Regions from separate parts of the Mus musculus genome. Here region 1 is linked to region 2. A link is a contact called in public HiChIP or PLAC-seq data. All regions are on one chromosome and are shown on one strand. Each heading gives the region's core, a stretch centred on a gene start, on an enhancer-like site or on the middle of the called end of the contact. The rest is flanking DNA. Distances are from core to core; before and after follow the strand shown. Region 1 has its middle 33 kb from the start of Cdcp2. Region 2 overlaps Ssbp3 (single-stranded DNA binding protein 3).

Evidence for each region. HiChIP or PLAC-seq counts read pairs in DNA pulled down with a chosen protein or histone mark.
Region 1: an H3K27ac HiChIP or PLAC-seq map of differentiating embryonic stem cells shows a contact between it and region 2, with 2.1 times the contacts expected there. The contact joins two enhancer-like sites. A contact is called at or near these places in 1 of 484 Hi-C or Micro-C datasets (embryonic stem cells), 2 of 115 datasets of contacts at active chromatin or transcription factors (differentiating embryonic stem cells and embryonic basal ganglia) and 1 of 9 other capture datasets (liver).

Annotation. Positions count from the first base shown.
Region 1 is chr4:107,125,869-107,133,007 of GRCm38.p6, reverse strand. No RefSeq gene overlaps it. Among named protein-coding and RNA genes, the nearest start is that of Cdcp2, 33 kb to the right of the region's middle. Within about 2 kb of position 4,462, at least 49 of the 459 cell types and tissues checked have an H3K27ac peak or open chromatin away from gene starts, as enhancers often do. A contact at or near this core is called in differentiating embryonic stem cells, where this site is marked.
Region 2 is chr4:106,938,317-106,945,897 of GRCm38.p6, reverse strand. The region is part of intron 4 of Ssbp3 (single-stranded DNA binding protein 3); the gene reads right to left. Among named protein-coding and RNA genes, the nearest start is that of Ssbp3, 31 kb to the right of the region's middle. Within about 2 kb of position 6,132, at least 71 of the 459 cell types and tissues checked have an H3K27ac peak or open chromatin away from gene starts, as enhancers often do. A contact at or near this core is called in differentiating embryonic stem cells, where this site is marked.

The DNA of each region.
Region 1 (7,139 bases), core at 3,213-5,712, 190 kb before region 2:
GATCACCTGAGCACAGACCATCCGGTTTCCTATATTACTATATGCCAAAGATGTCAATTACACTTGGCCCTGATGCAAAGCTCAGACAGCAGGAAGGAAGCGACATCTTTGGTACCCAGTTGATTGAATTGGCCTCTTGATACACCTTCCCCAGTTAATAAAGTAGGCAGGGGCCTGAGAGATGGCTCAGCTGATAAGAACATTCGCTGCTCTTCCAGAGGACCAGAGTTCTAGTCCCAGCACTTATATCAGATACCTCAAGACACCTGTTAACTCAGCCCCAGGGGATTCAACATCCTCTCTGGACCTCAGTGAGCACCAGCACACACATGGCACGGATTCACACAGACACACAAACACACAGACATGTACTGGGGGGCGGGGGGAGAGGGAGGAGGGAAGAGAGGGGAGAGTGGGGGGGATAAAAATAAGTCCTAAAATGTTAAGAGGCCATGGCCTGAGCAGGATTCGAGGTTACGGGCTCTGATAACTTCAGGGCTGATAATCTGTAGCTCACACCCCCGTGTAAGTCATGCAGACCTGAAGTGCTTGCAGAGGACCCTGAGGCACGAGTCACAGGACTGACTGAGGCCCAACGGCAGCCCCTCCTGAATTCTGAGAGCAACCCCTGGAACTTCCTGTGTGCTGCTGTCTGAGTCCACTCTCAGAGAACCGGACCTAGTAGCAACTCTAGAAAAGGGGTCGGAAAAAAATTTAGGGGACTAGTAGTAAATCTTTTACGCTCTGTTTCTCCTCTGCTGCTAAGGTACCAAGGCAGCCATAGAGAATGCATAAATGTATGTAGCTGTGTCTAACAGCCTTATTTACAGAAACAAGAGCTGGGCTGCATTTGGGGATAGGCCTTACTCTGCTAACCCTTGCTCTAGGAAATATTTATCCCTGTGTACAAACAACTCCCTAGAAAGAATATACTTGGGTGGTGGTGGGTACATGTCTTTAATCCCAGTACTTGAGAGTCGGAGGCACATGAATCCCTGTGAGTTTGAGGCCAGTCTGTCTACAAAGCAAATTTTAGGACAGCCAGGGCTAAACAGAGAAACCCTGTCTCGGAAAAAAAAAAAAAAAGTTAATATTAAAAAAACATGAGCTGGCCAGGCGGTGGTGGTGCACGCCTTTAATCCCAGCACTTAGGAGGCAGAGGCAGGCGGATTTTTGAGTTCGAGGCCAGCCTGGTCTACAAAGTGAGTTCCAGGACAGCCAGGGCTATACAGAGAAACCCTGTCTCAAAACAAACAAACAAACAAACAAACAAACACAAACAAACCATGAGCTGGAAAGTTGGCTCAGCGATTAAAAGAGCTAACCTGCTCTTCATAAGACCCTGGTTCAATTCCCAGCACCCACATTGGCAGCTCAAAACTGTAATTCCAGTCCCAGGGGGTCTGGCACGCTCACGCAGATATATGCAGGTAAACACCAATGCACACAATAAATGAATAAATATACAAATGAATGAATGAAATTTGTGTGTGTGTGTGTGTAGGTCAGAAGACAACTTTTTTTTAAAGATTTATTTATTATTACATGTAAGTACACTGTAGACACACCAGAAGAGGGCGTCAGATCTCATGTTAGTGAACCACCATATGGTTGCTGGGATTTGAACTCAGGACCTTTGGAAGAGCAGTCAGTGCTCTGACCCACTGAGCCATCTCACCAACCCAAAGGGCAACTTTCAGTAGTCAGATCTCTCCTCCCACCAAGTGAATCTGAGGGGTCACCTCAGATCATGGGGCTTGGTGGTAAACACGTTCTCCCACTGAGCATCTCAGTCAGTATCCTCCAGGTAGGACATTTGTCACGATGACGATGACGATGACGAGGCCACTATTGGTGCATTACTATGGTTGTTAATGTTCCCTCTCTAATCCAGGATTTGGACCAGGGTCCTCTGCACTCAGTCTTCGTGCCTCGGCAGCCGTCTTTGCTCTGGGGCAGTTTCCATCTTTTCTTGTCCCCACAGCCTTTCCAGGCTTTGGCAACATTAGCTGGGTGCTTTGCAGACGGCCCCTCAGTCTGGTTTGTATGAGAATTTGCTCCTTGCTAGGCTGGGATCATTGAGGGCAAGAATAGCAGCACAATGAAGTCCCAGCCCACCAGGAGCAAGCACACAGCATCCCTGCTGGTGGGAGCCTCTCTGTCTGAGGAGAGTTCCCTGGGGACTGTTTCCCTCTCTGACTTAGGGGCAAGTCCCTAAAGCCACATTGCTTTCCCGAGCCAGGGAACAGAGGTGGGCGCAACCCACATCCTGGAGCGCCCCCGCAGCTGCTTCTCACGCCTGAGTCTCCTCTGAGGAAGACCTGCCCCTCCCCCACGGTATCTAGTCGAATCATCATGGAGTCCTAGTTGTTCTGCACATCGGGCTGTGATCCAGTCTACTTGTTTTTCACAGCGGAGCTAAGCTCACTAGCTCATGTAGCCCATACTCTTCAGTGACCATGCAGGCTAAGCTGTGCGCAGGCTTCTCCCCAGCTCCTGTGACGCCCCTTGAGAAGACTGCTCACAGGCACTCTGTTACTTACCCAGCGACCTCAGACAAGCCCAACTCTCAGGCCTCGATTCCCTAACTGGAGAGGCAACTTGATGAAACGTTCTAGAGCAGCGGTTCTGAACCTGTGGGTTGTGACCTCTTCCGGAGGTCGAGCATCCGATATCCTGTATATCAGATATTTACATTATGATTTATAACTAGCAAAATTACAGTTCTGAAGCAGCAACAAAATAATTTTATGGTTAGGGGTCATGACAACGTGCAGAAGAACTACTGGTCTAGGGTACAGAAGGGGCTGGTATTTATGCATTTCTAAATGTCTGGGCATCTCATCGCCTGAAAGAGAGCTTACATCCTTAATGGCTGTCTTCTTTATTTATGCTGGAAAGTGGCCTCTGAGCTGCAAGCCCTCGAGAACATCCTATGAACACAGTCTACATTTGTTTCCCATCTCAACCCCAGCAAGTATCCCTTCCTCATTCCTGGGCATTCCGGGGGGCATTCCAGGGGGCATTCCAGGGGGAGTTAGCTCTCCTCCTCTTCCTCACCCTTTTCTCCAGTGGCTGGACCAAAGGCCCACTGCCCTACTCAGTGCCCTTCTCGGACCTCTCACCGTCTGCCCACTGTCTTACCACATGTCTGTAAACGGATAGTGTCCCCCTAAAGTTACATGTTAGTCCCACCTCTCTGTGCTTCAGAATTGACCACGTTTGAAAAAGTCCTGGGAAGGGGTGATCAGGGCGGACTGAGGCCTTACACAAATGCGCTGCTCCAGTATGACGCTGCTGTTACAGAAAGAGGCCCGGGGATGCAAACTGCACAGAGACCTTGTGGAAACCACAGCAAGGACATGGCTGTGTGCAAAGCAGAGAGAGGCCTCAGGAGGCCCTGCCAACACCTCGATCACAGACCCAGTCTCCAGGGAAATCTATTCTGTCACTTAAGTCAACAGTGAGGGGGGATGGTTCGGTCACTAGTCAAGTGCTTGCCACACAAGCATAAGGGCATTAGTTCAGATCCTGGCATCCCTAGGCTTGTTTGTTTGTTTGGTTGGTTTGTTTTGTTTTTAAAGCCCTGTCCTTCTAATCTCGACACTGGGGAATCGGGGGAGGGGGACCCCAAGGGCTCACTAGGCAGCCAGTGTAGCTGAATCAATGAGCTGAAGGTTCAGTGGGAGTCTTGTGTCAAAAATTAGACAGTTGAGCCGGGCGTGGTGGCGCACACCTTTAGTCCCAGCACTCGGGAGGCAGAGGCAGGCAGATTTCTGAGTTCGAGGCCAGCCTGGTCTACAAAGTGAGTTCCAGGACAGCCAGGGCTATACAGAGAAACCCTGTCTCGAAAACAAAACAAAACAAAACCAAAACAAAAACAAAAAAGAAAGAAAACTCCTAGTAATAGACCAGGGGCTGATGACAGTGCTGGCAGCACCCCAAGCCTTTGCCTGCTCTTCCGCCCCAGTGTGAAGCTCTCCCAGGTGGGAACTGTCTGAATCTCTTCTGTGTTACAGCAGACTCTTGTACAGATCAGGGTGCCGCACATCTGCAGCGAATGTGTGGATTAGGAAGCCAGGCTGGGCCCAGTCCATAGCCTTCCTCAGCCCTGGCTTCATTTTCTGTCCTAGGACGCGTAATGCCACTGAACTCCCCAGAGAAAGTTATTTGTCCTTATTGTATGGGTGTGTGGTGTGTGTGTGTGTGTGTGTGTGTGTGTGTAAGAGAGAGAGAGAGAGAGAGAGAGAGAGAGAGAGAGAGAGAGAGAGAAGAAACCTTGAGCATCTCTCTCTCTTCCCCAGATCACCAGTGACTCAGCCCCGTGTGGCTCAGCAGAGCCCACTGCAATGAATGAAGTCCCCGTGAAACCCTGGTGGCCCAGCCCGCCTCCAGGTGGCTCACAAGGTTTCAGACCCAGGCTGTCCTGGAGGAGCCAGCCGGTCTGCTGACAGATGGCGTGGAGCCGGGAGTGGAAGCAGCTTCGTTAGTCCGTGTGGCTTTGGTGGGAATGGGATTAGCATAAGCACCCTGGGGCAAGTGGATAAGGCAAAGCTCCTTTAGTTACACTCAGCTTTTGTCCTCTGCCACAGCCCACAGCCCTCTGACAACTGGTTAGTCCAGCTCTCGGCTTAGGTGCGGCTGCAGAGACAGCATAGGGCCGACTGGGAAGGGTTGCACCTTGACCTCCTGATTGGCCTCACTAACTCTCTGTCCATCTGTCCCGCACCAGGCCAAAGCCCAGCAAAACAAGGGGCATTATCCTTGTTTGAGACAAGAAAAACTGATGGCTCCAAACAGAGTGACTTGCCCAAGGTGACCCAGCAGGAGGCTGCAGAGAAGGCTGGCTATGGGACTGACTGTAGCACCCTTCGCACCCTTGGGCAGCCTTCATCTTCTGCAAAGCCAGCTTGGTCTGGCTGCTTATCCCAGTCATTAGGAGCAAAGTGGAGCTGGCCCGAGTCCTCTGTGCTCTCTCCAGCTGTCAGGAGCAGCAGTCAGCTTTTCTGAAGAGTCCCTTCCACAGAAGACACAGCTCTGAACAGTTTATACAATGTATTTAAAAAAAAAAAAAAAAAAAAAAGGCTAAACTTCTGTCCTGGTCAAGTGTTAGGAAGAACTTATTATACCTTATCTTGGTTTCTGCAATTTTACTAATTTATCAGAATAAAGAACTCCCTACAGTCAGCCTTTAATTCCCAGCCCTCAAGAGGCAGAGGCAGGCAGATTTTTGTAAATTCGAGGCCAGCCTGCTCTACAGAGTGAGTTCCAGGACAGCCAGGGCTACACAGAGAAACCCTGTCTCAACAAAAACAAAAATAAACATAAACCAAAAAAACTCCTTACATGTCTTAAAGACTACAAAAAGATACGATTTCCCTCCCTCCCTCCCCCTTATCCCCCTCCCAGTCTTTCCCTCCTTCCCGTCTCTGCACTCTTGTGTCCCCAACCCAGACACAAGGAGCTTTTTGTATACACTGCAGAGTCAGAGTTACAGTATCTCAGTTAATCCTTTCAAAGTCCTTTGACGTATGTTGTATTACAAAGGCAGAAACTAGACAGGAAGTTGTTTCCCTGAGACCACAAGGTGCTGAGACACAGACCCTGTCTGCTGGGCCCTAACGCCCCTGTGTTTTCCCTTTATTCCCATGGCTGCCCACAGGAGACCAGAGTGAACAGAGTGGTGCAGCCCAGTGTGGAGACAGCAGCTCTGTGGCTCTTCCCTCCCCTCTCCTTCCCTCCCCAGGATTCTTGGGGGTCATGGTGTCTGTGAGCGTGGAGGGACATCATTCTGCCTAACTCAACAGGTTCGGGGCCCATTGAGTGAAGCAAGCAAGGCCTGTGGTTCGTAGCAAAGCCCGGCTGTGTCAAATTGTTTTTAATGCCCAGAGTAAATCACTCAGCCCTTAGGAAAGCAGCTGGCCCCATGCTCCCCTCCCATCTGTTCACGTCTGTCCCTCCCACCACACACCAGCCTGCAAAAAAAAAAAAAAAAAGCCCAGGCAAACCTGAAAGCCTTTATGTCAAAGTCGTCTCGTCGTCATCCTGCCAATTCCAAGTGCCCGGATTACAGGCACACCACCACGCCCAGCTCCACCATCTTCGCTCTTAACCTGTCTATAGAGATTCTCTCTCAGCCCTCTCCTAAGAACACCTTCTGGAAGGAAAGCCATGACTGGAGGACACTAAGCCAGAGCCCAGAGTGCAATAGGCAAAACTTTCATTCAGTGATGCCCGCCTCCAGCCAGCATCTGCATTGGGCCCGGCAGGCTGACCTCATGCCATCTCTGTATTGACAAGCATTGTCGATCGGAGCCCTCCACTGAGTGTCTCAACCCCAGGGAACGCCTTTGTCAGCTCCCCACGTGAGTTCCCGACACAGGCTGTCCCCAATCTCAGGAAGAGCCTGGATAATCTATCTCTCCAGCGGCTTTCCAACTGGGATTTACAGCTGAGCCTGTCACCACGGTCCTGAAGGCTCAATTACAGATCTGTACTCTGGGGCAGGGACCTGCCAGGATTTGCCAAGTAGACCCAAGGGAAAGCCACAGGTCCTGTCAAACCTGGGACCCCCAGAGAGAACAAGGTCACAGGGCTATGACTCTGTGTTTGGCCGACTCCCTTGTCACATTTGAGGAAACTGAGGTCAAACAGGGGAGTGGAGGGGCACTTTTAGAGCTTCTGCCCAGAAATGTGGGACTTGGTGCCATCGAGGGTAACTGCTGAACTGCCCATGAATTATGACTTCAATATTACCAACACAGGCTTCTTTATACGGCAAGAATGTCTGCTTCGGACCATGCTTTGAGACTGAAGTGGAAAGTAAAATCCCGTGCTTCTGCCGACAAAGACTGTGCTCTGTCCCCCTAACACACTAGCAATGTTTTGGCACAGCCCGAAACACGAAGTTGCAGCTTCGGCCATCTGTGACTGCAAAATGGAATCCTGTTGCTGCTCCTAGGTAGGAACTTTCTCTCCTCAGAGGTCTCCTGAGTCTCCAGGAGAGCCTCAAAATGGCCCTGCTATTGTAGATGTTAAGTTATCCTTACTGGATCGTCAGTCAACAAGGCTGGAGGGTGGTGCATGCTGCTGCCTCCATTGGCTGCCACAGGAAAACCATGGGCATCTCCCGGGATCCC
Region 2 (7,581 bases), core at 4,883-7,382:
TAGATCCCCAGGAGCTAGAGTTCCAAGCACTTTTGAGTTGCCCAAAGAGTGCTGAGAACTGAACTCTAGTCCTCTCACAGAGCTCAACTAGCTCTGACTTGTTCAACTAGCTCAGACTCGCATTTCTAAGTACAAGACCCAACAGTGCCACATCTAAGAGTACCACCATGCCTACATGCTACTTGCAACATAAGAAACTTGCAGACAATCAAACTACCCAGCAGCTCAATTGGAAGACCAGAAAACAACAGTTACAGAATGGTGAACTGTGTTGTGTGTGGTGCAACCAGCAGGGTACCAATGATCACTAAAATATGGGAAACACTGACTGACATAGGAGCACTTAGGAGTCCTTGACACCACCAGATGCCCAGAGAAGCAAGTCAGAAGGTCAAAAGAACGATGATGGTGGAACATTCTGGAAGTTTTAGGAGTGCTCAAACATGAAAGCCTGCAGTCTAGCAAGCTAGAGACCCTTGCTGATTGTCCAAACATGCCTGATCCCAGCCCTCGAATGGGCTCTGCAGCACATCCCAATGAACAGAAACTTCCATTTCTCAGAGCTCTGGATACACTCCTGAAATGGGTTCAAAAAGCACCCCAGTATGAAGAGAAGGCCTGGGTCATATAAGCCACTGCCTCCTTAGCCAGGATCCCCACACTGGGAATTTGACTGAATCAAGAATATCTTTTCTTTGTTGCTATTTTTTACAGCTGGACCCAGCTTTGCACATGCTAGGCAAGTGCCCTAGTGCTGAGTCACAGCCCCGGCCCAATCAGAGGAATCTTAAACAGTGCTCCCTCAAAGGTGAACCCTCCCAGAAACAGGTGCACAAGAGGACTCGTGAAGAAGAGCGGCTTGCTGGCAGGAGTCCCTGATTGCCCTAACTCACAGCAGTCCATTTTATTTTATTATTTGGGCTTCCCTGTAAGACTAGGTTTAAAGAAAAGGCTCTGCTACAAAGGAAAGAGCAGTGACTGAAGCCCACACCATATAGGGTCCTTCCTTGCTGTTACAGTGGACTGTCCTTACATCTGTATTTCAAGTACAACAGTTCTTCTCAAATTCAGGGCAGCTGAACTTCTGCCAGCAGCTCCTTGGGTCAATGCAGGAATGACTAGAGAGGACGTCCTATAAGCACGAAGTCAGATGACCATGACTTTATGAATGAGAGGGACAGGCAGCCAGGTGAACAGATGAAAAGCACCTTGAAATCCAAGGTCAAGAAAACTAACGAGTAGGCTAACAGCAAGAAACTAGCTGATTTTTGAAAAGTTATAGGACACAAAAGAAGAGGCATGAGTTAGGGGAGCACAGCAGATGCCCCTGCGTCTGCACGGAGGAAAGAGGAGGACAAAGGGACAGGCGTGCAACTCGAGGTCCAACTTCAATGACAGCATCAAACCTGATGCATGGAGATGCACTGAACTGGACCACGTTCTCAGAAGCAGGTGGGATTCCCCAGAACAACAACATTTACCAACTTCTTCACCCCACCCTTCTTGAGAGCCCCGCATCCTAAGGGTCATATATAGTATAAAGAGCCACTCTTGGGACATCCCAAGGGAAGCCTGTATGCAAAGTGGAGCTCAGGGTGTCAGGAGGATGTATCATGCTCACTTCTGTTGACTAGCATGGTTCAAGCATGTCTTGCTGCTCCTGCCCTTCCCCCACCCCACCCCACCCCGCCCCCTCCCGTGCCCTTCTGGACCACCATCTGGCTGGCACTCCACATCAAACAGCCTTCCTTTCCTCAAACACCGTGCAGCCTTCTAAGAGTCTCCGGGGCCTTCCTGGAAGTTGGTAAGACTGTCTCTGCCAGGCAGGTACAGGTCTTCCAACTAGATTCCACTCTAAGCAACAGCCAACTTTCTCTTACCTAGAAATCCGAACAAGTGGAAAAGGGGGTACACACCCCTAGCCAACTTCTAGCCCAGCATGGGACATCCATGACAATGGACCCATGTAGAAAAGAGTTGTTGTTTGAATGATAATGACTGAATGAAATACTAAAAATTTCTGAACCCAAGGTTGGCAGGAAAAGAATTACTGAGATCAGCTTGCAGCATCTGACTCCAACCAGGGGGTGCTCCAGAGTGTGCCAAGCATTTACCATCTGCACACCTTGACTAGCCTTGAAATTGGATTTTACTCTGAGCTTCACCATAAATGTACACGGACATGTGACTTTGGAAAGTCACTAAAGCCATTTGCCTTTTCATCAACAAAACAAGGTAATAAGCCTTGTCTATCATTGCCTGGGGACTGCTGGAGGGTAGTGCCAATGAGCTTGTATACAGGAGACCATTGTATAAAGTGCCCGGTGCAGGGGGTTATTATATCTAAGGATTATAGTCCTTCTCCACAAAAAGTGGCCCTGAGGCATGACACAAGCCAAGAGAGGCTTCCAGATCACCAAGAATTAGCCAAGTGTGGGGTTGAGCGGCCCTCAGATCCCATGACGCGGAACAAGACGAGAGCTTGGGTTTCCTGTCCCGTCATTAGGGAGAACAGTGCATATCTCATGTCTTCAGTAGTTCTTTCTGATCTTTCTCAGCACAATGTCATACACAACACAGCCCTGACACCTGAACTCTCAAATACTGCCAAACAGGCTTCCTAAGTGACATGATATGGCCGACCACTTGTTCCAGGCATTGGGGGGACAGAGAGAAGGTTGATGTCACTGCTGCCAGGGATGCCACTCACAGGGGACATGCCAGCTGGCAAAGGGTCTGCAGGCGATCTTCTCTATCACCTCATCAGTCCACCATTTATATTCTCCAAACTGCAAGGCTCTGTTCAGTCGCGCATCAAGGAGAATAGCAGAAGCAGCAGCAGCAGCAGCAGCGAATACAGACGCCACCAACTCAGTCCTCATCTCATCCCTCACCTCCCGTGCTCAGAAGGCTCTCAGAAGGCTCTGGCTAGCCTGGGGCTATTTTAGGCCCTAATTTTTACCTGTGGGGCAGCTTCTGGTTTCCCTGTTTTGTGGCAAGCCCCATGTGGTGGTTTATCTTGCCTGCCAACCACTAACTCCAAATGCATTTCTCCCCCTTTAAGTTGTTTCCAATTCTAAGGCAAGGGCTGAAGAGGGGACCTTCAATAGTAAGTATTCATACTGAAAGATAAGACTCAACAATGAAAACAAGCCCTGCTTCCTGGTGCTGGGCACACACTTGTGTGCTGGTGGCAATCTGCCCACACTGATCTAAGTCTGAAAAGCTCCCGGCTTCCAAAATTAAGGCAGAACGCAGGCAAGGAAGTAGCTGCCTTAAAAGCACCAACACCTTTCTACATATAATCACTACCTGGTAAAAAGAAGTGTGAACCCCACAACCCAAAGCACTCATACACTCAAGGTCGGCACTGGGTTTCACAGACATGGGCATGTGCAGTTCGTGCATTCAGGTCACAGGTAAGAAACCTGAGGCAAAAGGGAGGTCATCAACTCTACCCCCAACAACCAGCACTGGTCCACTGGGCGATGAGAGCCAGTATGACTTCACTTCTCTATGATACCAAACGCTTCGCAGCTTAGTTATCATGAATTCACCGCTTCAAAGGTACAGGGCCGCAGGGAGCCTCTAAAGGCCAACAGCTAGCAAAGCTCCCGGCTTCACCAATGTTCTCCCTGCTCGGTCCCAATCCTTCACTGGGAGCAGCTACAACACTGGCCACACCCAACCAGGAAGACACCCCGCTCTCAAGGCTGACCACTTTCACCTTCTGCCTGTGTTCCCTCCAGTGCTGACCATCATCCACCATTACTACCTGCAGACAATGCTCAGCACAATCCTCTCTTCATTCTTCAGCTCCATGTCCTGCTACACTGGAACAGGACCTGACTAACAGTAACCACATGACTGAGGCCTCAAGGGGATCGGACCTCTGAGCACCTCTTCTATCACCACCCCTTTAGAAATAGGTAAACTGACTCACCAAATAAAGAACTACACAAAGTCAAGTTGGACTGTCTCCCGCATACACGCTGCCTAGCTGGCCTTTTTCCCTTTGTTTTCCTTCCATTTCTGTCCTCTGAGTTTCAGGGAGTCTGGATACAGGCACATATAGTACAATGTCCCTGTCTATGATCTATCTCCCTGGGACTGGGAACAATTACTAGAAACCAACAGGCTTTATTTACAGAGAGCTCCATGTGCCTTGGTCCTCCTTCCCAGTGTCACCAGCCTGCACTCAACCACCACCTCCTCTTCCCCTCAAGGGCCCCCAGAACCAACAGGGGAAGTAGGTTGCTAATGGCAACAGCCTTGGGAGCAAGGTGAGACCTCACCAGTATGCTGCTGAGGCTAGGGGGGAAATTCTGAACAGCCTCTGGGGCCCTTTTCTGTCAGTCAAGCTAACCTCTTCCCTGCTCAGGACTCAGTTTCCTTGTTTGCAGAGAAAGGAACCATCTTTCATGATTCTAGTTAGAGGGCTCAGCCTGAAAGGGGGGTCCAACGAATCTAGCCTCTGGAGGGTGAGGTGAGGGCAGGCTATGAGGACTCAGCAGAGGACTGTGGAAAACCATGAAAGTCTCTCAATGTCCAGCTCAGCAACACCCCCCCCACACACACACACACACACATACACAAAAAGATGTCTGAAGCTGAGGGCACAGCCTGACAACCCTGCTCCAAAGCTGCCCGCAGTGTTGGTGCACAGTGAGTTAATCTGCAAAGCTGACAGAGGCACCAAGAGCCGTGGACGGAGGAGCTCCTCAGGAGGCAACCTACACTGGCAAAATGCTGGGAGGCCTGGTGGATCAGGACCGAGTCCAGGATAGGGAACAGAGCAGCCAGCTACACAAGAGGACTGAGGCTCATGGCCACTCGCAGGGAGCACCAGCTCTGAGATGTGGCTAGGCGCCACTACATGGGAAGGCCCATCTTTATTATTCTCTTTAGCAAAGCACAAAAGGTGCTTGTCTCCTGCCTGGTTTCTGAGACTACTGACAGCACTCACTGTGCAGTGATACCACCGCCAATCGTGCAGTTCCAGCGGTGAGCCAAGGAAGAAAGCCTGCACCACACTTGCCCTGCCCCCTTCTTCCACACCCAGGGACAGGGCGGCACAAAGTAGAGCCACACTCACCTGCCCTCGTGTGCTAAAAACTTAAGGGGGATGAAAAGTCTGAAGTGTCAACCCCACTCCATCCAGCTTCAGGAATCAGGGTGCAAACTGGTCAATAATGCACAGGCTGACTTTAAAACACTTCCTTTATTCTGTCATTTTGTGAGAAGACAACAGCCTAAGCACAAAAGTAACTCAGGTATGCAGGAGGTCAGACACACTAGGGACAGGAAGGATGAAAGCCATCCTGGCCGGGCGTGGTGGCACAAGCCTTTAGTCCCAGCACTTGGGAGGCAGAGGCAGGCAGATTTCTGAGTTCGAGTCCAGCCTGGTCTACAAAGCCCAGGACAGCCAGGGCTACACAGAGAAACCCTGTCTCGAAAAACAGAAAGAAAGAAAGAAAGAAAGAAAGAAAGAAAGAAAGAAAGAAAGAAAGAAAGAAAGAAAGAAAGAGGGAGGGAGGGAGGGAGGGAGGGAGGGAGGGAGGGAAGGAAGGAAGGAAGGAAGGAAGGAAGGAAGGAAGGAAGGAAGGAAGGAAGGAAGCCAGCCAGCCAGCCAGCCAGCCAGCCATCCGTCCGTCCTGGGGAAAGGTAGCTGTCTCTGCTAGTCTGCCTGCCTGTGCCCAGGCCAGACAGACTCAAGAAGTACTCACAGCAATGCCCAAAACAGCCCAGAAGAAGAAGAGAACCCTTTGGGGGAGCTGTCTCCTGCCTGGAGTGCAGCACACACAGCTACCCAGAAGACATACGGCAGGCCAACTGGTCGGCGCTATTTAAGATCTGTTCTTGCCCATGCCAGTCCACTGGCCCCCTCTGCCACACTCTCATTCTGAGATGAACTCATACTGCCTTGGTCACTTCACTTCCAGCAGCTACCCGTGGCTAGAAGCTTTGAAGGAAGTGTTAAGCTGGAGACAAGCTCCAGAAAATCATCTCAGGAGTGAGCATCTGCCAGTCTCTCTCCCGGAGCCTCCAGTTTCCAGACAGAAGAGACGGTTGCACACAAAACTGTACCAGCTCTGCAAGAAAAGCTCTGGCCTCTGCACTCTAGTACAACAGGCAGTACCAGTGGCAAAGAGCCAAGCAGCATGCAGGGGACTGCAGGGAGGCAAAGCAAGGCCAAGAGGGAAGGGAAGGAGGGGGAGGGGGGAAACAGAGGGAGGGAAGGAGGGAGAGAGGGGGAGGGGGGAGTCAGAGGGAGGGAAGGAGGGTGAGAGGGAGGGAAGCAGGCAGAGTGGTAGACAGAAGACAGTAGGAAGGAGGGGCAGAAAGGGGACAGGGAATGAAAGAACCCTCCTGCCAACCAAGCTCCACCCCCAATAATGCAAATAGACCCTCCTCCCACCTGCTCTCCTGGACCCTCTACATCCCTCCTCTCCCCACCCCCACCCAGACACAGCAGCCCTGCAAAAAGAAATCTGCCCTGCACCGCAGCCCCTTCCTCAGCTCCTGATCCTGGTTTCCCTCGCCCACTCTAGGACCCCCACACTGGTCAGCAGTAGAGAAGACTAGGAGATCACGATGAGCAGACAGCAATGGGAAGGCAAGGCAGTGGACTGTGAGCTCCAGCACCCAGAACCACCTCAGCTCACAGTCTGGCGCCTCAGTAGCTGAGGGCCACATGATAGGTATCTGCTCAGCCTGGGATTCCTGCAAACCACATGGAAGTCTCAGCCAGGTAAAAACACTGGGCTCTGCTAGTCTCCTGAGATACACTTTTAACCCTTTCACTTTCGGGTTATGTCAAACATCTAAATTGGGAATCCTAGCTCCCTCACTACGGGCATATCAAAGGTGGGTATTCAAAGCAGCACTTATTTAAAAGGGCAATGCAAATTGTCCCACAAACCTAGGCACTGACACACACCTCAACCATAGTCTACCACAACCAAGGACTGGAGTGTGAGAACCTGTCACCCTGCAGCCAACACTTGATGACCATGACAACCTAGCAATGTATGTGCTAGCTCTGAAATAAAACTGTCAAAAGACAAAGCCTCAATGTTGCCTGAGTCCTTTCCACAGATTAGTAAATCTTCTCTTGTCTCCTGGGTGCAGGTCCCCAAACCAAGGGCATTTTAAAAAGTACTCTGGGAGGGATGGCCAGCAGAGAGGTCACAGGCAAGCAATCAATAAATGGCCCGAGGCCAAGGGCCTCACCTCAACCCATTACTGATACTTGCCTACTGAGAGCACAGGCCTTTCTCTGGGAAAACCCAAACAGGACCCACTATCGTCCTCCTGGCTTTCCCCTGGCGTGACAAGCCCACACCGTAATTCTGCACACCAGAAGGGCAGCGGTGCTGCCAAGCCCGGTCTGCAAGGGTACATGCAGGGGGCACTTTTAAGGATGCAGAGCACCATGCTGAATTCTTCATACCTAGCCCCGAGGCCCTGCTCAGCCCTGCCTGCCGCTTGCTTCTAATGGCTGAAGACGTCAATGCTCAGAGAATTATCAAGGTCACTCAGAAAGCAAGGAGCCGCCACTCATTGCTGCCCATTCCCCAA